5 separate regions of the Mus musculus genome follow, and regions 2, 3, 4 and 5 are each linked to region 1. Evidence: chromatin contacts called from public Hi-C, HiChIP or PLAC-seq and promoter capture Hi-C data. All regions are on one chromosome and are shown on one strand. The core of a region is the stretch at or near the end of the contact, and the rest is flanking DNA. Distances in the headings are between cores, read along the strand shown. Region 1 holds the start of Dnlz (DNL-type zinc finger). Region 2 holds the start of Agpat2 (1-acylglycerol-3-phosphate O-acyltransferase 2 (lysophosphatidic acid acyltransferase, beta)). Region 3 has its middle 22 kb from the start of Tmem250-ps. Region 4 has its middle 6.1 kb from the start of Gm36171. Region 5 has its middle 22 kb from the start of Gm35978.

The links. Promoter capture Hi-C pulls out the DNA fragments that hold promoters and counts their contacts. A called contact is a pair of places that touch in the nucleus more often than the background predicts. HiChIP or PLAC-seq counts read pairs in DNA pulled down with a chosen protein or histone mark.
Region 2: a contact with region 1 is called in a promoter capture Hi-C map of neural stem cells. The contact joins the promoter of Agpat2 here to the promoter of Dnlz in region 1. A contact is called at or near these places in 15 of 39 promoter capture datasets (the 3T3-L1 cell line, the C10 cell line, HPC-7-derived erythroid cells and 7 more), 2 of 484 Hi-C or Micro-C datasets (CD8 T cells and bone marrow-derived macrophages), 19 of 115 datasets of contacts at active chromatin or transcription factors (the 230-238 cell line, the NIH/3T3 cell line, the SCID.adh cell line and 11 more) and 4 of 9 other capture datasets (adipose tissue, liver, macrophages and 1 more).
Region 3: a FOXA1 HiChIP or PLAC-seq map of pancreatic cancer cells shows a contact between it and region 1. The contact joins the enhancer-like site here to the promoter of Dnlz in region 1. A contact is called at or near these places in 10 of 39 promoter capture datasets (embryonic stem cells, erythroid cells, fetal liver and 4 more), 2 of 115 datasets of contacts at active chromatin or transcription factors (embryonic stem cells and pancreatic cancer cells) and 1 of 9 other capture datasets (liver).
Region 4: a contact with region 1 is called in a Hi-C map of bone marrow-derived macrophages, with 36 read pairs. The contact joins the enhancer-like site here to the promoter of Dnlz in region 1. A contact is called at or near these places in 23 of 39 promoter capture datasets (the 3T3-L1 cell line, 3T3-L1-derived adipocytes, the C10 cell line and 12 more), 4 of 15 datasets of contacts at CTCF or cohesin (CD8 T cells, embryonic stem cells, large pre-B cells and 1 more), 11 of 484 Hi-C or Micro-C datasets (the HL-1 cell line, LSK cells, the N1E-115 cell line and 6 more), 31 of 115 datasets of contacts at active chromatin or transcription factors (the 230-238 cell line, the HPC-7 cell line, the SCID.adh cell line and 19 more) and 4 of 9 other capture datasets (adipose tissue, embryonic stem cells, liver and 1 more).
Region 5: a FOXA1 HiChIP or PLAC-seq map of pancreatic cancer cells shows a contact between it and region 1. The contact joins the enhancer-like site here to the promoter of Dnlz in region 1. A contact is called at or near these places in 6 of 39 promoter capture datasets (the C10 cell line, cranial neural crest, embryonic stem cells and 2 more), 1 of 115 datasets of contacts at active chromatin or transcription factors (pancreatic cancer cells) and 4 of 9 other capture datasets (adipose tissue, embryonic stem cells, liver and 1 more).

What each region holds. Positions count from the first base shown.
Region 1 is chr2:26,350,109-26,353,986 of GRCm38.p6, reverse strand. It overlaps Dnlz (DNL-type zinc finger), which reads left to right and starts at 1,877. Exons shown (of 3, transcript NM_026828.3): 1 at 1,877-2,214; 2 at 2,513-2,652; 3 at 3,429-3,878. The coding sequence starts at 1,975. The coding sequence ends at 3,582. It overlaps Card9 (caspase recruitment domain family, member 9), which reads left to right. Exons shown (of 13, transcript NM_001037747.3): 11 at 973-1,046; 12 at 1,426-1,502; 13 at 1,576-1,800. The coding sequence ends at 1,675.
Region 2 is chr2:26,602,686-26,606,563 of GRCm38.p6, reverse strand. It overlaps Agpat2 (1-acylglycerol-3-phosphate O-acyltransferase 2 (lysophosphatidic acid acyltransferase, beta)), which reads left to right and starts at 2,147. Exons shown (of 6, transcript NM_026212.2): 1 at 2,147-2,535. The coding sequence starts at 2,354.
Region 3 is chr2:26,116,575-26,120,452 of GRCm38.p6, reverse strand. It overlaps a transcript of Nacc2 not described here. Among named protein-coding and RNA genes, the nearest start is that of Tmem250-ps, 22 kb to the left of the region's middle. Within about 2 kb of position 1,737, at least 86 of the 459 cell types and tissues checked have an H3K27ac peak or open chromatin away from gene starts, as enhancers often do. A contact at or near this core is called in liver and pancreatic cancer cells, where this site is marked.
Region 4 is chr2:26,559,322-26,563,199 of GRCm38.p6, reverse strand. No RefSeq gene overlaps it. Among named protein-coding and RNA genes, the nearest start is that of Gm36171, 6.1 kb to the right of the region's middle. Within about 2 kb of position 2,094, at least 11 of the 459 cell types and tissues checked have an H3K27ac peak or open chromatin away from gene starts, as enhancers often do. A contact at or near this core is called in the SCID.adh cell line, bone marrow-derived macrophages and pancreatic cancer cells, where this site is marked.
Region 5 is chr2:26,524,200-26,528,077 of GRCm38.p6, reverse strand. No RefSeq gene overlaps it. Among named protein-coding and RNA genes, the nearest start is that of Gm35978, 22 kb to the right of the region's middle. Within about 2 kb of position 2,202, at least 108 of the 459 cell types and tissues checked have an H3K27ac peak or open chromatin away from gene starts, as enhancers often do. A contact at or near this core is called in pancreatic cancer cells, where this site is marked.

The DNA of each region.
Region 1 (3,878 bases), core at 628-3,127:
CTACGGACAGGGCCACAAGCAAGGAGCTGGGGGTTGTGCTATCCACAGCAGGCTGACAGGCGGGACCCTCCTCTGATCTAATAGCTGGGGGGTGGCAGCTGGGGCAGCTGAGGGTGGGTGGCGAGAGGGTCTGGCGCAGGGAGGAGCCCAGGGAGCTTTCGTGACAAGTCAGACAGACTTCCTCAGCTCAGCCTTACCCCAGGCTCTAACCAAAGGCAAAAGGGGAACAAGAGGTGTAGATGGAGAAGCACGGGTCACCCACTGCAGCCCCCAAGACCCAACCTGAGGTCACTGAGCTCCATGTGGGCACACAAGGAGAAGGATGCAAGAGCAGCCAGCTCCCTTGAAGGCATGCCAACAGTTAGGCACAACGAAAATGAGAGGGGAAGGGGGCAGGGCTGCTGGGACGGGGTTGTTCTCACACCCTGAGCCCTCCTTGGATATAATTGTTTCTTGATGTTCATAGCCTTCCCTGCACATCTTCTACCTAGAGGCTTGAGCCTTGGTTTGCCCAGGACCTGGGGCATGCTGGCTCTGGCTACCTGGAATGATTATTCTTCTAATTAATATGGTGTACTTGCACTAACCCAGGCCCCCGATGCCCTGAGCTCTCCACTGAGGCTGCCCCCACACCACCCATGGGAACCACTAGACACAAAAATGTTGCCAAGCTAAAAGGGACATGGACTGGGGCATGCATTCGCAAATAATCATGGGGACCTGGAGTCTTTCCTAGCCATCTGTCCTTGTGTTTGGTGACAGTCAGCTTGGGCGGTATGGGTGACTGATGGTAGGAGCCCTGTTGATGTAGCAGTCAAGGGCTCAGCCTGTTTCTGTGAAATGCAGTCCCCACTGGACTCATGCAAAGGTCCCAGCCCGTAAGGCTGACCTAGGCTAATGCTAGTTGGGCTGTTTGCAGAGGGAGGTGGCCATACCAGATGGGGCCCCCATAAGCACAGATCTTCCTTTCAGGTGTACTGGCAGACAGGGAGAGCCCAGAGCAGCCCTTTATGGCTCTGAACAAGGAGCATCTTTCACTGACCCATGTAAGGCTGATTGGGGTTCCCAAGAGCCCTGGTTACTACATGGCTGATCCTGGGGAGGAGGGTGACGCCACTGGACAGCTGGGGATCACAAGGTCTTTGGTAGTGTATGGGTAGGATGTAACATTTGGATAGTGGGGTGGTTGGACAGGGGAGGGGACAATGTAAGGACACCCATACTGCTGTTCACTGCAAAGAAGTCTTCCACTCACCTGGCTACAAAGGGGTTGTCACCCCACGCTCAGTCATCTCGGAGTCCAGCAGACCCCACGGCCAGCTAGCTATGCTCCACACCTGCTGGAGTCCCAGGGCTGCCGTGGTAAGGCCACGGTGTCCAGCTGCCCGCCCCGTTGTCCAGCTGCCGGCCCCGTTCCTTCTCTAGGGCATGGGGCCCAGCAGCAGCGAGCCCCCGGAGAAGGAGCGGCGGCGCCTCAAGGAGAGCTTCGAGAACTACCGCAGGTGTGGGGCGGCGGGCAGGACGGCTGGCGGGTGGGACACCTGTGCCTACCTGCTCACACTGCGGGCCCCACAGGAAGCGGGCGCTCCGCAAGATGCAGAACAGCTGGCGGCAGGGAGAAGGGGATCGCGGGAATACGACAGGCAGCGACAACACCGACACCGAGGGCTCCTAGCGAACCGCGCCGAGGCTGAGCATCTGTGGAATTGTGAAAGGATGCTGCGGTTTTTTTTTTTTTTTTTTTTTTTTTACTGTATTAGAATTAGAAAATGCAACTAAATAAAATAATCACCGAGCTGAGCCTGTTGGTTGGATATGCAAGCGGGGCGACACCAGGGGGCAACAGAAAGCAGTGCACCGGTGGCGGATGGAAGCCGAAGAGGGCCGCTTCCGGCCGCTGCGCCCGTTACCAAAATGGTCGACGCAGCTTCACGGGGCGGTGCAAGAAAAGGTGGCTAAGGATTCGCAGGCGGGATGTTGCGGACAGCGCTGAGCCGCATGCCGACACTACTTCGTAGTGTGCGGACCCGGGATTCCGGACCGCGGCGGCTTTGGGATTTGGGGGCTCGCCTAAAGACCGCGGAGAGACTTCGGGGCTGGGCCTGGGGCTGGGCCTCGGGCTGGCGGAGCTCGAGCTCCGCGCCGGGATCAGGGCGTGCGGCGGCGCTGGGGCGCGTGGAAGCGGACCACTATCAACTCGTCTACACCTGCAAGGTGGGCGCTGTCGGCAACACCTGGTGCTGGCTGGTTTCCTGTTGGTGTAGGGTCCTGGCAGAAACGTGGAAGTATCCTTCGGACCAGGGAGGAGGCGGAGTCTTTACAAATGGCTGGGTGGGAATGAGGCACAGGGCCTTCTAGGTTGGGTTATCAGGAGACAGGCGTCTAGAAATGACGCCGTCGCCTAGGTGGGATCATCAGAGAAAGGGTTGAGGCTGTCCCTCGGGATGGAGTTAGACCTTGGGAGAGACTTTCCTGTGTATGCCTTGCCTGACCACCTCTCTAACCCAGCTAGGTCTGTGGGACTCGGTCATCCAAGCGCATCTCAAAGTTGGCCTATCACCAGGGCGTGGTCATCGTGACTTGCCCTGGTTGCCAGAACCACCACATCATCGCAGACAACCTAAGCTGGTTCTCTGACCTGAAGGGGAAGAGGTGAGGCCAGCTGGGAGGGGTAGGAGACAGTAAGATTGTGGCCCTGTGTGAGCCTGGATCCATTGCCTGGATCTCTCTACCTGGACAGCCCAGCTTCCACGTGGACCTGGAAGCAGTTGAATTTGAACTTCAGATGAACCATGAATGGCCCCAAATATGGCAAACTAGTTCTATGGCTCTACCTCTGTCACTGCCTGACCTCTGATCTCGCCAGGGGCCTTATCAATCTCTAGTGGAGGCTTTTTGTCCTCTGCCAACTCAGGGCAGATGGAAGGGTATGTGTCAGATTATGGACTGGGGCAGCCTTCAGTGGTGTTCCCACTTTTGGGAGAGCAGTGGGGAGGGCCAGGAGTCAGTTTGGAGGCTGTGCCTGATGCCTTCTTAATGTTCTATGAGGAGGGATCAGTGGCAGGAGTAAGGGCAGAGCCACAGAGGAGATAGCCTGTGATAAGTGTGCAGGCCTTGGGTCTCTAGGGTTCGCCTCTTAGACCTGGACTGCAGAGAAATCTCAGCTCTGATATGTAGGGACAAGACTGAAATGCAGGGATGGGTGTTACCTGGTGAGAGGCAGGGCCACGGCCCTTGGTGGTACACTGTACGAGAGAGATGGCTTCTGAGGACTTGTTAACAGATACATTTGGTGAAGGTGCCATTAGGTGCCTGCAAGGTACTGGTGTCACTTGGATGCTGGGACAAGTGTTCCAGGCCCAAGATGACCATGGGATGCCCTTGAGGGAGCCCAGAGTAAGGCTGATGCTGCTCTTACTGTCTTGCAGGAATATTGAAGAGATCCTAGCAGCCAGAGGAGAGGAGGTACGCCGAGTGTCTGGTGACGGTGCCCTGGAACTGATTCTGGAGGCTGCTGTACCCCCTGACACCCCAGAAGGGGATGAGGATCCCCCCAACCCTGGCAAGATGGGACAGAGCTGATCTGCATACTCCTACAGCTGCAGACTCCAGTCTTCCCAAAAGTCGCTCCCTTCACTTGGAGCCTCACAAGCCTGCTGCTGTTCCTTGTCAGTAAAAAGCCATCACCTCCAGGCACCGGGCCTGGGCTCCTGTTTTTCTCTTGTGAAGTCAGAACAACTCTGTGGCTGTAGGAGCCCAGCCTCATGCCCACCCATGATAGCCACAGTGGTGGCTTCGGGGGTGGCTTTGTCCCAGTGCAGTCGGTCTCCTTCTTAAGTAGGGCTGGATCTGGTCTTGAGTTAGGCTCGTGGCCTCAG
Region 2 (3,878 bases), core at 898-3,397, 250 kb before region 1:
AACAATCCCAACGGAGACCCTCCCAAGGGAAGAATGAAATACCAAGAAGAACGTGGAGCCCACATCAAGGTATGGAGAAGACCAGCTGCCAACATAGTGAGACCTTGCCTTAAAATAGTAAGTCGTGGTCTGTGTTGGGATCACATGCAGTTCAATTGATAACCTGCTTGCCTAGAGTGCATGACTGCTCAAAGGCCTGGGTGTGACCCCCATCACCCTCAACCTGGCATGGTGGCAACCTCCTTTGAGAGGTGGGAGCCGGAGATTTAGAAGCCCAAGGTCATCCCCGGCTAGGTAAGCAGTTTGAAGGTGGGTTCAAAAACCCAACAGGAGCTGGAGAGATGGCTCAGTGGGTAAGAGCACTTGCTGCTCTTGTAGAGGACCCAGTTTCAGTTGCCAGCACTGTCTCCTGACTTCCTCAGGCACCAGGCATGCACATGGTATGCATACATACATGCACATAAAACACTTCACACACATAAAATAAACCTTTAAAACTTAAAGACGGCCGGGCGTGGTGGCACACGCCTTTAATTCCAGAACTTGGGAGGCAGAGGCAGGTGGATTTCTGAGTTCGAGGCCAGCCTGGTCTACAGAGTAGGTTCCCGGACAGCCAGGGCTACACAGAGAAACCCTGTCTCAAAAAAACAAAAACAACCCACCCCCCAAAAAAACAAACCAAACCAAACCAAACAAAAAACCTTAAAAACATAAACCAATACGCTAAATGAATAAATAAAAAGGACACCAGGTTGGTTAGAATTAAAAGGCAGGAAGGACTCAGCATACATTCCTGAGGGGGCTGCAGAGCTGTGAGGACCTGATGCCTTGGAGATCTCAGCTGGGATCCTAGCAGCCCCGTAGCACCCCTCTCCCCCCCCCCCTTCTCTCCAAGCATATCTGGGTCTTCTACCAGAGAAGCTGAAACCCTGCAGCTCACCCTGCCTGCAACCTCATGAGCACAGAAGCCTGAAGCTGGAGTGACTCCTGGTGGTTCCTTACCCACCCTGGCACAGCTTTGGCCCTGCTTTAAAAGCTAAGCACAGGGCTGGCGAAATGGCTCAGCCGGTAAGAGCATTGACTGCTTTTCCGAAGGTCCTGAGTTCAAGCCCCAATAACCACATGGTGGCTCACAACCACCGGTAATGAGATCTGACACCGTCTTCTGGTGTACAAGCAGGGATTGAGGGAGCAGAGTTGACCAGAGTTGAGTGGGCTAACCGGAGCGAGCAGGGGTCCTAAAAATTCAATTCCCAACAACCACATGAAGGCTCACAACCTATAGCTACAGTGTACTCGCATACATAAAATAAGTCTAAAAAAAAAAAAAAAAGCTAAGCACAGTTATATAGGTAGATATTAAAATTATCATCTCTCCGGATCTGAGAAAACCAGAGATTCTCTCAGAATGCCTGGATATAGGGGAGCCTGTGGGCACATTAATATCTACAGCCATCGCTGAGTTCCACACCTAGGTGCAGACCAACCTCACCAAAAAAGAAGCTAGATGCATTTTGTCACTGACATCTGCTCTGAGAACATGATCAGGAAGGATGTATATGGCTGGCCTGCAAGCCCAAGGCTTCTTACTACAAGTGTCCCAGTGAGCACCAACTACAGGCTGGCGGTTAGAACACAGTGCGCATGGGAACACAATCGCCTGATCCACACTGCTGGCCGGGCATCAGAAGGTCCCCGGTGCCACATTACCCCAGAGACACCCCCACTCCAAAACTCTCACTACTCCTTCTGCCTCCCCCAGCTCGTTGCATCATGGGAATAGGGCTTCAGTCTCCCTGCTCAAGGGAACCTAAAGGGCCCAGGCCACCAGCCAGGTGGCCTAGTCAGGTAACCATTGGTCACTCAGTAGCCGGTCAATGGTCCTTTGTGTGGTGACAAGACTGGCATAATGGGCACGTCTTAGGTCGGTTGCACACCCTTAGGGAGCTGCGGTGCCAGGCTGGGGACTTGTGGCCGCAAGCCCCGGTGCAGGGGCGTGGGAGGCAACGCCAGAGCCCAGGCCACCCGGCAGCTCAGAGATGGGAGCCGCGGGACGAGTGAGGGAACCTCAATGTCCTGCCGCAAGGGGCAGGGTGGCAGGGAGGGGCGGGGCGGAGAGGGTGACACCCGAAGGGCCGAGGGAGGCGGGGTCCGCGTCCAGGACGCGGCGGGGCGGAGCGGGGCGCGATGCCCCCCGGCAGGGCCAGGCCCGGAGGGGCGGGAACAGGGCGGGACGGCCGCACCTAGCTCTGGGCTTCCAGCCTGGCCCGCCCTCTACCCTCGGCGCTCCTCAAAAGGGGCGCGGGCGGCGGGTGGAGGGCGGCGGCGCCGTCGGGGCTGGGGTGCGGCCGCCATGGACCCGTGGCCATGGCTGACGGCGGCGCTGCTGCTGCTGTTGCTGCTTGTGCAGCTGAGCCGCACAGCCAGGTTCTACGCCAAGGTCGGTCTCTACTGCGTGCTCTGCCTGTCCTTCTCCGCCGCGGCCTCGATCGTCTGCCTGCTGCGCCACGGCGGCCGCACCGTGGATAACATGAGGCAAGGGGGCCGGACGCCGGGATGGGCGCGCGCTTCCGCTTTCCTAACTTCTGAGCTCCTCGCGTTCTTTCCTTCCTGCCCCGCCCGCCCCGCCGTCCCCACGGTCCGGAGCCTCCGACGACGCGGCTTCCCGTCCCAGGGGCGCGTGTCACGATGTGCGCCGCTTGTAGGGCTCGGCCCTGCGGCGCCCCCTGCGCGCAGCGTGGAGTGTCGGGTTTGCGCGCGCCGCTAGCTTTGGGAGAGGGAGGGGGCCGAGCGAAGGTGGGACAGGCCCAATCCCACTTTCACCAGCAGGGAAACCGAAGCCTAGCCAGGCTTCCGGTCCGTGCTTCCACCTCTCTGCCGGTTAGAAGACACCTGTGCCCAGGTTGTAGCCACAGGTTCTCCTTGTCATTAACTTCCTCTTCTGGGGGGTGGGGGCCGAACTGTCTTTGGACCTGGCTTGCTAGCAATAAAGGAAGGAGGCTGTGGCCAGAATCCTCCTCTGCCCATCTCCCAGAGCAGGGAAGCTTAGTGGACAAGCAAAAGGTACAGGTATGGAGATCAGGCTAGGTTGTCCTGCAATGGGGGCTGCCCGAGAGAAAAAGCCTCTAGTCCTTTCTCCCTGTCCACACTCCCAGGAGACTGTTGCTACATTTCTTTCTGCCCCATTTGGACTGCTGAGAGGGTGGGTTTTGCAATGTCCTGGCCTTGGCCTTGCCTGGGTGTTTCGGACCTTGTGCCCCTGAAGCCCCTCCTCCCCCGCGGTAGTTACAAGGACTGTGAATGATGGTTTCCTGACTCTCGGCTGTATCTGGTCGTCTTTGGGGTTAGGATGCTGTCCTGACCAGCCATATTTTGTGGGTCCCAGCCCTCATTTCTCAGGTGCTTATAGTGACTATCCAGTGTCCCAGGGAGCAGACATGCAGAGGAGACCCTTGCACAGAAGACAAGGGTGCCCTAGCTATGCACTTTTCACGGTGCATAGAACAGGGTGGGGAGGCCTGCTCCCCACCTCCCCACCCTGTCTTAGGGTTCCTGTCTTAAATCCTCATAAGGCGATGAGTTGAGATAGGAACAGCAGGGCCCTTGGAGTATTGCAAGCATGACATCCTCCAGGGATGACCGTAGAGAGGGGTGAGTGGAAAAGAAAGGGATTGACTAGCTAGGAGGTGGAGGCTTGCTCAGTCCACATATGGACTCATCCCCATCTCGTGCCTCCCTGGCCTAGGCCAGCCAAGCTTGGGTTGCAGATGCTACTCTGCCTGGGCAACAGATGGGACTGAGGTTCAGAAAAGCAATTTGACAGAAAGGTTTGCGGACTGGGAGAGTTTGGAAAGAAGGAGGCAAGGGATCAAGATCCC
Region 3 (3,878 bases), core at 488-2,987, 230 kb after region 1:
CGATGGGTTGAAGTCACTTTGGGTGTAGGGGTGAAGTGACTCACCAGGCCTCCCAGGCTGCTGAGGGTGTGTGCTGTTTGTTGGTCCAGCGACCACCAACCACTATCAGACCTCAATCCCTTACCTTCCTCTGCCACAAAGCCACAAACCCTCAGTGTGAGGCTCAGAGAAAGTGACTTCTGTCTACACCCCCTGTCCCAGTTATGTGCTGCTCTCCTGCAGATACCCACCCTTGCCTTACTAGCTGCTGCTTTTGTGTGTCTGGCCCACAGTGGCCTCCTGCTGTGCCTAGATTCTCGAGGTGACATAGGCTGCCTTCCAGCTCTGAAGAGTCATGGCTGGTTGGAATGGGGTTGGATGCGGGTACCCATGGCGATGTTTCTAGGGGTCACCCTCATCTGAGTCACACCTGTGTGGACTTTGAGACCTGTTTTTGCTTTGCTTTATTTTTTTATTATTTTTTTATTTTTTGAGACAGAATCTTATGTCATTCAAACTGGCCTTGAGCTCACTCTGTAGCTGAGGATGACCTTGAACCCCTGACCCTGCAGCCTTCTAAGATCTGGGATTACAAGTATGTGTCCTTATACCCTACTCCAGGTTTGGCCTTTTGGAGAAGTGAGCAGAGCCATGTGGTAATGCAAGAGACACTTCCTCAATGCAAGGGGCAGTCACCACCAGCCCCCGGGACACTGGGCTTTAGCTGTTCCTAGCAGGTGTATGCTTCCTGCAGCTGGCCAGTGGGCGAGTGTATAAAGTCTGCTTTGCCTGAGTATAATCAGGTGATGAAGGAGCACTAGAGTCTGTTTAGGACTGACTTGGCAAGACTCTTCTACTCAGGCAGTATGAGCAGCCTGGCCCTGAGTTATCATGAGAAGCTTGGTTAGCATCTAACATAGTTTCTCAGATGTGGGCAGCTCTTCTCAGAGCCTTGTCCACCATTGCCTCCTCCTGGGATTTGTTTTTTTTTTTTTTTTTTTCCTTTCAGCCTTACAGCATTCTCACCCCCATCCCCTGGCTGGGCCCCGACTACAGGAGAAGCAGCAGCATGTGATCTGGCCCGAGGTGGCTGCTCTAGCCTGCTCTCCAGTGCAAGGATCCTGGCAACCTCTGTTGCTGTTTTAGCAGATTCTCACTCTTTCCTAGGCTGTCTCCTGTTGGCATCACCTGCACTTCTCCTAGAGCCAGGCTGCTCTCTGCTGCAGTTGGCCAAGCCTGTCTTTGACATTGGAAGTTGGGGTTTTAGAAGCAGAGACCTGTGTGTCTGGTTCTCCCAGCCTACAGGCCTGTGTCCTCAATTTGGAGCTCATGCTGTCTCTCGCCCAGAGAGGAGTCTGAGCAGAGCAAAGCATGGACTCTGACCCAGGATCTGCCTGCCCTGGAGTCTGCAGTGCCAGGCCTGGGTTCTGAGTTAGGAATTTAAGGCCAGATTACTGGAGATTTTGCCCCCTCCCCAGGCTGTCCCTCTCTGGAATCCAAGCTAGGTCTCCAAGCAGGCTCTGCCTGGCCTGCTGCCCTTGGGATGAGGAGACCCTTGGTGAGAATGTTGCTGGCCCTTTAAGGGGAGGCTGGCTCCGTCTCAGGGGGAAGGAGGCTTTTTCTCTGGAGTTGTTTCCAGGTCCCTGGGGAAGGGCTGGCTGGGGCTCTTAGGAATCATGCCCTCCTCCCTGCACCAGGCCTGGCATCCTGGAGGGCACCCAGCCACAGATGGGCCTCCAGCTCCAGGCCCGCCCCTTGCTGGTGTCTGGGAAGCAGGCAGGGGTGGGGTGGGGCGGGAACAACTTGGGGCCTGAAAGTGCCCATATATAGTCACTGGGGGTGAGCAAGGAGTCAGGCCTGTGAGCTGTCTGATCCTGGGGTGGCTAGTGCCCCCTGGTATTCCAGTGGGGAGGGATTGCCATCTGAAAGGCAGGAGGATATAGGGTAAAGTGCACTGGGTCCAGCAAAGGCAGCCCCCAAGGAATGTTTATTGATTGAAAATAAAATGTCCCAATTCCTCTGTAGTTAGATCCAAGAATACTTTGAAAACTTCCATTTTGTAAAAGTCAGAAGTAACAGTATGTCCATAGTTAAAAGTGGTTGCAGTCCCTGGTGGGATTCATTCCAACATGAAAGGCTGAAGCCCCTTTTATGGGGGCTTCTGAGTGTCTCTTCTTACTCACAGCCCAATTTGGAGAGAAGGGCTTGCTTGCCTCAGCCTCTGATGTTTCTGGAGTCTCTCCATTCTGTCTCCTATGTTGCTGGTGTTGGTGTTGGTGGGGGTGGGGGTGGGCGGTGTGGGCTGCTACCTGTGGATGGGGCATTCCCTCCCCACTGGAGCCCCGGGCCTTCGTCCTTGGCCGGCCTCCTCTGCCCAGCCACTCTTTGCTGCACTCTTGACTCTGCTTTTAAAAATCACAATGTTAACACAGCTTTTGCTCATTTAATCTAGTTACTATTGTGCTGCTAAGCGCCTTTGTTAAGTTTTGTATATTGATACTTTTTGTTGTTGTCAGCAGTTTTTTTTTCTTTCTTTTTTTTTTTTTAAAGATATAAAGCCATTAGGGTGAGAGAAGATTAAAAAGATACATTACAATTAAAATGTTAATGAAATCTGCATCATACAACTTTTGAAACCCTTCAGGCATTTATCTTGCCTGTGTCATGTCCATTAACTTTGGCTATTCTTATTCCACACTGACCCCTGCTGAGAGATTTGTGCTATAATTGGATTTTTTTTTTCTTAAATAAAAAAAAGGGGGGGGGAAGCTTTTAAGAAAATAGAGGTTGAGTGGCCGGTCCTGGTCCTGAAATGAAGAGAGTAGAAAATGGGAAAGCCTGGCTCTCTCCCTCACTGGGCAAGCTCAGAGCCCATCCCTCAGCTTTAAGATGTGTATTTGGGGTGTGGTTTTACAAGAGGAAGAGCCTAGAGGGATGGGGGGTGTGAGCCTGAGGGCCAGGTTGGGGTATTGGGTATACTCATTCCCCAGGGAAGAGACTAGAAGCTGGAATGTGTGTGATAGGAGACTCCCGCCCCCCCATTACTCCCCTTTACCTGGGACTATTTAAGGGCACACTGGTGTTTCTGGCTAGGGTTTTGGGCTATGAAAAGGGGGGTTCCCCAGGTCTTCTTCCCAGGACAGTTGAGAGTTCAGGGCAGGACTGTGTGACTTCTGGGCAGGTGGGTTGGATGTGTGTGCATACATATGTATATGTATGTATATATGCAGATGTGTGTTCATGTGACCCATGGCCAGCAGCCTCTCTCTGTCCCCAGGACTGGCTTTCCCAGGACAGCTCTGTGGGCACCTGGCAGTGCTGGAGCTGGTCAGGTGGTTGGCAGTGGGCTGCAATAGACAGATTTCATGTCTATGTTTCTGCAACACCTTTCTATAAAGGGAAACATAATTTAAAATATGATTACTTAGTGTTGTAACAGCGTCTCAGCCGCTCTGCTGTGAGGGAGATCATTATCAGTCTGATATTAACTTGCAAAGAATATTATGCAAATTGCCTGGGACTTGGGAATCCTGGCAGGCAGGGCTAGTCTGGCTTCCCCAGAGCTTGGGCCCTTGTCCTTGGGGACGAGCCTTTTTCTTCTTTTCCTCTCTCCCTGGATACACAGGCTTCTCTGCCCCCATGGTCCTCTTAGCAGTAGCCCTGAGCCTTAGGTCTGTAGGGCCTCACCCACACCCTTGACTCCACTTTGCTACAGAGATAGGAAACTAGAAGCATTTGGCAGGCTGGCCCTGATGTGGGGGTAGCATTTATCTGGAGTGACAGTACTGTGATGATGATCGTGGTTGGGCCTTGACATGGGCACTTGAGCTTCTGGGACTCAGCAGCCCCTGAGGAATGGCCATAGCCAGGGGAGGCGGTTGTCCCACTGGTTGTATGAC
Region 4 (3,878 bases), core at 845-3,344, 210 kb before region 1:
TGCATGTGTGTGAGTATGTATTGTGTGTGTGTTCCTGTGTGTGCGCACATGCGCGTGTGTGAGATCATGCTCATATGGAGGTCAGAGGACAACTTCTGGGAGTCAGTTCTAATTTTCCTGAGAACCTGTGGGTCTCAGGGATGGAACAGGATCCTTCCCACTGTGTTAGACATAGATCCTAGATCTTGGTGGCAAGCACCTTTAGCCTGAGCCATCTCACCCTGTCCTCTGCTTGTTTTGGTTTTGGTTTTGTGTTATGTGGCACTGGGAATCAAACCTAGTGCTTCATGCGTGCCAGGCAGGCAGTGTACCAAGTTTGATTATAAATTGAACTTTCGTAGGTGCAGGATTTTTCTGTTGCTTTTCTTCTTGTGTTAGTGACTTTTGTCCTTCGAGGAATTTTTATGTCATCTGAGTTGCCAAATTTTTGATCATCAGGTATTTCAGAACTCTAACACATTATTTTCCCTGTTTCCACTTTCTCTCCCCATCTCATGATGCCCCTGGGCTAACCATGGGCTCTCCTCTCGCCCTTTCCTCCCGAGTGCTGACCCCAAAGTGGCTCCTGACTGAAACACTGCTTTCCTGGTGCTTGTTGAGTGTGAGCCAACGCTCCATCTTTGGAGCCTGACTTTGGTGGAGTATGTCTCTTCCTTGGTTTATTCTGAGAGCTATCTTTTTACAAGTCTGTCCAGATTTAACTGTGTTACATTGACTTGCTTGTTAGTCCATTTTATTTATTTATTTATTTATTTATTTATTTATTTATTTATTTATTTTTTAAAAACTCGTTCATTTCTATATGCATTGGTGTTTTGCCTGCATGTCTGTCTGTATGAGAGGTGCTGGGTCCCTGGAACTGGAGTCACAGGCAGCTGTGAGCTGCCATGCTGGTTCTGGGATGTAAACTCCGGTCCTCCCCTCCCCAGCTCCCTCTTGGTCCATTCTAATCTCAGTTCTATCTACTTGTTTTCTTTCTGCTTTATTGGTATGCAATCTCCTCGTCTGCAGTCCTTGGAGGTGGCAGCCCTGCCATTCCTTCCCCACCGGCCTGGATCGTGGGGAGGAGCAGGTCCCTACCTACCCCTGTTGGCCCTGGCCCTGCTTCTCTGGAGAGGTCCTGAGTCCTCTCCTTCCAACCCTGGGGTGGATGAGGGAAGTGTAGGTTTCCAGGTCAAAAACACAGGCTCTGAGTTCAAACCACAGTGTTTAGAGCAAGGGGCTCCCCAGCTCCTTCCCTTCCTCCGTCCCTGTAAACCCCAAGTGGCCAGAGTTCTTGCCAGCCTGCTCTGAGCACCTCGTATTTATTTCACTTCTGGTCTGGGAGGAATCCCAGATGATGCAGAACCACAAGGTGACCACAAGGGGACAATGTGGCTTTAGAAACGGTCATGGATGTAGCCTGTGTACATAGGTATGTGTGATCCCACTCTTCCAGGTACCCACAGTTTGTCTGGACCCTGTACCTTCCTCAGCTTCTCTCCCACCCTAGACCCAATGGCCATCAATATCCAGGCCTCCGAAAACCCTTCAGTATCCTCATGGCCTACCAAGGGATACCAGCTGCTTGAAGACTAGGAAGGTTTGTGGGGGAGGGGTAAAGACAAGTTTGAGGGGAGGAGAAGGAGGAAGCTCTCCTAAAAGAGGCAAGGAGGGTTCCCCACTCTTAGTCCAGGCCTCCTCTGCAACCTCCCCTCAGATGGGAGCTCCCCATTCTCAGAGACGAGGAACTTGACGGTCCTGACTGGAAGTCAGCACAGGACCACAGGTGGGTCCATACTAGTGCTACTGTGGACTGGAGAGGACTTTGGCAAGGCAGACACAGATGAAGACAAGGCATTTGTGTTGGAGCTCCTGAGGCCAGCAGGAAGCCATGCTTCATCCTCTGGGGCTGATGCTGCTCTCAGTTTCCATTCCCTGACATCCCCTCGTTAGCCCCTCACCGAACACCTCTTGTTCAGCCAGCAAAGCATGAGTGCTGAGTAATAACTCCTTTGGCTTGCAGCAGCTGGGATGCTTGTAGCCCAGTTGAAGGGGCTCTGAGAAGGTAATGGGGCACAAGGATACGCAAGCCTGCCTGCAGGGTGCTCCATTGTGCCAAGGTCGATAGGTTGGAGCATGTCAGCCAATTCCAGCCCCCGCCCCAACAAATCAAAGCAGCAGCATATGGATGGTCAGCAGGCCTTTGTGTGTCCAGAAGAGTGGGCTGGGACATCCCTGTTCTGCCTTACTGCCTCTGCTCAGCTCCATCCCTGGCCCTGGCAACAGACACGTCTGACCCCCAGCAACAGGTAACTGGGTTGTCAGAGAAACCAGGGTACAGGACGGGCAGTGGGTGGGTGCAGTATCCAGTGAGGACCTCAGTCTCCAGGGTCCCTACAAGAGGCAGGTCACACCTGAGCCTGCACACGGAGCTCTGTTAAGTAGAGGCACGGTGCAGTGTCCACCCTCACAGCACTTGAAGGCCCTTTAGGGCTCTGTACTCTGCACTCGGGTACAAAGGCTGGGGAGGGCAGCCTACAGGCTTTGTCCAGAGATCTGTGGTGTCTAGGTTTCAGGATACTAACCTAACTTCAGGGTGTCTGGCTGCAGGCTTCCAGCTGCACACCTGGCATTCACAGTACTGAAAGCAGGTCTATAGCCCTGGGACTGTAGCCTGGGTGGCATGCCTCAGTGTCCCCGAGAGCCTTTAGAAGCCAATGGAGTCTGGCGAGCCCCAATAAGGTACCAAGACAGACTGTGGAGGGAAGGCAAGAACTGTGGGAACAGGGAGAAAGCAGGTGTCTGGTGGCCACAGGCTCCCTCGGGATGGGAAGAGCTGTTATTCACAAGTGAAGTGGAGAGGTGACTTGAAGCTGACCTTGGTTGCTGGGCAAGCAGCCCCAGGTGGCTCAGTTCCTCACTGTCCCCAGCCCTTCTCATCCAGTCTGACCAGCTCTGAGGTTCAGCCCAGACCCTGGGCTTAGACTCACAAAGGACCCTGGGCCTCTCTGTTCTCTGTTACTCCGCTTACCCTCAACCTCTTGCCCTTATATCCTGATGGATCTCTCTGATCTCCGACATTCAACATGCCTAGCCAGACCTAGGTCACATGACCCAACAAACATGCAAAGCACATGAATTATCGTATTAATTAATTAATTAAATTTACACTCCTACTGAAATGTCCCTCTGTCCTCTCCTTTCAGGCCTCCCCACTCCCTCATCTCCTCCTCCTCCCATGGTTATCAAACAGCCCTGGTGTATCAAGTCGCAGTAAGACTAGGAGCATTCTCTCCTAAGAGGTCAGATGAGGTAGCCCAGTAGGGGGAAAGGGTCTCAAAGACAGCCCTGCTCCCACTGTTAGGAGCACATGAACACCAAGATACACAACTGTTACATATTTGCAGAGGGCCTAGGTCAGTCCCATGCAGGCTCCTTGGTTCAGTCTCTGTGAGCCCCTATGGGCTCATGTTAGTTGATTCTGTGGGTTTTCTTGTGGTGCCCTTGACCCTCCTGGCTCCCACAATCCTTCCTCTCCCTCTTCCACATGATTCCCTGAGCTCTACCTAATGTTTGACTGTGGGTCTCTGCATCTGTTTCCATCAGTTTCTGGGTGAAACCTCTCTGATGACAGTTATGCTAGGCTCTGTCTGCAACTATAGCCAAAAATCATTAACAATATCAGGGGTGGGCTCCCTCTTATAGCGTCACATGAATTATCTTAATTTCTTTTAAAACAAGGTAGAAAAGTAACCTTTGGAGGTAAGAAAATGTTTTACTTATAGTATTAATAGAGTTGCTTTTGCTAGTTTGGCTTTCTTTTCTCTTTCTGTCTTTTTTCTTCCTTCCTTCCTTCCTTCCTTCCTTCCTTCCTTCCTTCCTCCCTCCCTCCCTCC
Region 5 (3,878 bases), core at 953-3,452, 170 kb before region 1:
ACCTAGACGTGACCTTTTGCCCTACAGGCTTCTGAACCTTTCCAGTAGGGAATCCACCCTCCAGCCTACCCTTCCTAGCACAGCGGCTTTCTTTCCTTCTCCAGCCCTGTGTCTGACCTCCAGCCAGCTTCTGATGGAGAATCATGGATCATGGCATCTGCTTCCAAATTCCTTCCCCTGAGGACCAGATGAAGATACAGTGTACCTACAGGAACTGTGGGGTGTACCTGCTATCCCAGCACTCAGGAGACTGAGGCAGGAAGATTATGATTCAAGGTCAATGTAGCCTATACAAAGACAGGTTGTCTCAACAATAGCAACAAAACTCAGAAGGTGTCCCTAGGAAGTAGCGTGTGACAGTTGGTCGCTTTACCTGTCCGTTGCCTGGCAGCCTTATTCATCCTTTTCTGTTCCTCCAAGTACCTTCCTGCCAAGGCTGCTTCCTTTAGGGGCATAGAGGCATGGCTCACCCTCTTTAGACTGCTTCACCTTTCTTTTTGTTTTTTCAAGACAGGGTTTCTCTGTGTAGCCCTGGATGTCCTAGAACTACATCTTAGACCCGGGTGGCCTTGAACTCAGAGATTAACCTGCTCCTGCCTCTCAAGTACTGGGATTAAAGGGGTGTGCAACCACAACCAGCTTGTTCCCATCACTTTAATGCAGGTGCAACTGTGGGCTTCCGAGTGGGTCTCCCACCTGGAGTCAGGAGCGGTCTTGCTAAGGCCATAGCAGAGTCCCTGAAACAGATGGAAGAAGAATGGAGGAACATTCTATGCTGAGCGGCTCTGGATGAACTCTGATTCCAAAAGAGCTCAATTCCCACAGGCCCAGCTGTCTCCCAGAGTCCCAAGAGACCCCTGACCACCTAGCTGGAATTTCTGGAGACAGAACAAGAGACCTTCTCCTAATCAACAGGGGGCTGGCCAGGGGAGCCCTTGCCCACCCAGGGTTCCCTTCCTGCCCTGCCACTCCATGGCTCCAGGGATCTGGGGGACAGTCCCACCCGACCAGAGGAAATCCTTGAATTTTCCGAGGGTGAATGGAAGCAACCCTTCTTGTTTATTTCCTGGTGAATTGTAGAGGGTGGGAAAGTGGCAGGGGGGCTGGCTTTAACTCTTTCTCCCCTGGATTTAATTGTCCCCTTTCCGGCCAGGCTCCTCCAAGCTCCTGGCGCCTGGCTTTCCTGAGTCTTGGGATGGGGGGGAGGGTTATGTGAAAAAACACAACAAAAAAACAACGTTTAGCAATAAATAAGTCCCTGGCGTGTAGAGTCTGGGAACCAGGAAACGCTTCCCCAGTCCCCGGCTGGAGCTAGGACACAGAGGGGTGGTGGAGGAGCACACACCTGACCAGGAGCCAGGCCTGTGAGGCTGGGGGAGGTGGGAACATCAACTCCTGCCCTTGCTGCAAAGCTCAGACATCCCACCCCATCCACCCACTCTGCAGAGCAGAATAAACTCACAGGCGGCTCTGGGCTTCTGGGATGTTCAGTTCTGGCAGGGGGGCCAGGCAGCCAAGGCAAGCTTTTCCCATTACCTCACCGGAAGGGCTGAGTGGAGGCTCTCAGTGGGTTATGGATCTGGTCTGAGCCGTCTCTGCAGAAGTGTACCCCAAGTCCAAACCTAGGGATCTCCTTCCAGCTGGGTCCAGTTTAGGAGTCCACTGAGACCCCGGATGCAGCCCCAGTGTACTAAGGGCCTCCCTTGCCCCTACCTGTGGTCCTCTCTACCACTCAGGACTATGTGTTCTTCTGGAATTCTTCTCTGCATAAAAATGGATGAACTCTTGTCAGAGTACTTCCCTTTGCATACATGACACCATGGGTTTGATTCCTCAGCATTATAAACCCCCTACTTAAAAATTAGAGGTTTATACTTGTAATCCCAGCACTTGGGAAGCTGAAGTATGGGGGGTTGCTGTGAGTTCAAAGCTAGCCTAGGATATAGAGTTAGTCACTGACAACATTAGTAAACCTTCCAGACCTGGAGACTGGTCCATGGAGGAGGCCCCCCTCTCCCTACCCCATCTCCACCCCCACACCAGCATCAACACCTGAGCTGAACATCTCAGTGCCGCTTTGGCCTGCTCACCAACTCTCTGAGTCATGTCCTAGGCTACCCCCTCCCCCCAACTTACACACACTAGCCTGGGACAGACCAGGAAATGTGATCTGCCAGTGTGACCGGCAGGCCAGCTCCGCCCTCCACACACCAGTTCTCACAGCCCTAGAAGCAGGACCCAGATTCCCACATGGCTGATTCCCTCAGCAGATGCTCCTCCGCCCCCAGCTTGCTACAAACACCAACCAGATGTTGGGACTGTCGCCCGTGGGGGTGGTGTGAGGAAATGTTTTCTCTGGGGAGCCCAGCCTGGAATAAGTAAGACCTGGAGGGGTGCAGATCTATACTGAGGACGCAGCTAAGAACGTCAAAACAGAGCAATGCAAGCCCTCTGTGTGGCACACATAGGGAGACCAAGAATGGGGAGGCCACCAGGTTGACCTGCCTGAAAGTAGGAACCGGAGCCTCCCAAGTCTGACCAGCACAGAGACCTCAGGCTACACAGTGCCTCCCTGAGCCTGACTGGCCTCTGTCCCCCATGCAGTTGGAGATGTAAGAGGCTGTGCAGGGTCACTACAGCAAATTTACACAGAGGAGGATGAGCCCAGACAGCTCAGCTCAGCTCTGTATCACTGTGGAGAAGCCCATGGGTCAAGACCCCTGGAACTCAGCCTCTGCAGGCCATCCCTTGCTAGAGACCCATGTCCTCTAAGACAGACCCAGGTGACCTCCCTCCCCTTCATCCCTCTCCGCATAAAAACACACAACCAAATGCAGATGTTATAATTTGTATATGCTTATACATGCACACACTACAGGTCACTTACCAGTAAGAGTATGAAAACAGAAACTTACACACGTGTGTTAGCACACACACATGCTCACAAGTACATCTATACTTTCAAACATGACAGCAAGCACTTGAGCAAAACTCACATATAGACACCCCCACACAGGAACACACACACGCATATTTGCACATCACAGAGCTGCACATCTGGAGCACACTCTGTAGGGTAAATGACCATTTTCACATAGCCGTTCACCCCGAGCCTTTTCCAGTGCAGCTCAGCCAGGCTCTGTGCCAGTGAAGACTCAGAGCAGAGTCAAGATGACCTGACCCAGGGGGCTCCAAAAGCCACCACAAAGCTTCACAGGACAGGCCTCTCTTCCTGAAGCCTGCAGGGGTAGCAGCATTGCAGCAGACCTGGACAGAGGAGAGGTGTGTGCCCAGAAGACAGGCAGGCACCTGCCAAGCTATAAGAAGTTAGCCTTGGCACAGTATAGCCAAGATTGCCTCCAGCTACCAAACCCAGGGAGTAGATAGGGAGTAGAGCTGGATAGGTCCCTTCCACATGACCAAATGAGTGAGCTGCTTCTTCAGGTTGGCTCCTGCCACTTGGAATTCACACACACACACACACACACACACACACACACACACACACACACACACACCTCTCCCCTGCAAAAAGGAAGAAGAAAAAAGAAAATTCCAATTTGTGTTGCCCATATACTCACTGGAGACTGGAGCATGGTAAAATCTCAGTGTCCAGTCCCTTAAGGAAAACTGAGTCCTTCCCCACCTGCATCCTCACCAAAAGCCATGAGTTGTGGAGAGCTACACTTCTGTATCCTTAAGAGAGTTTTTTTTGTTTGTTTGTTTTTGTTTTTTGTTTTTTTTTTCGAGACAGGGTTTCTCTGTGTATCTCTAGCTATCCTGGAACTCACTTTGTAGACCAGGCTGGCCTCGAACTCAGAAATCCACCTGCCTCTGCCTCGCAAGTGCTGGGATTAAAGGCGTGCGCCACCACCATC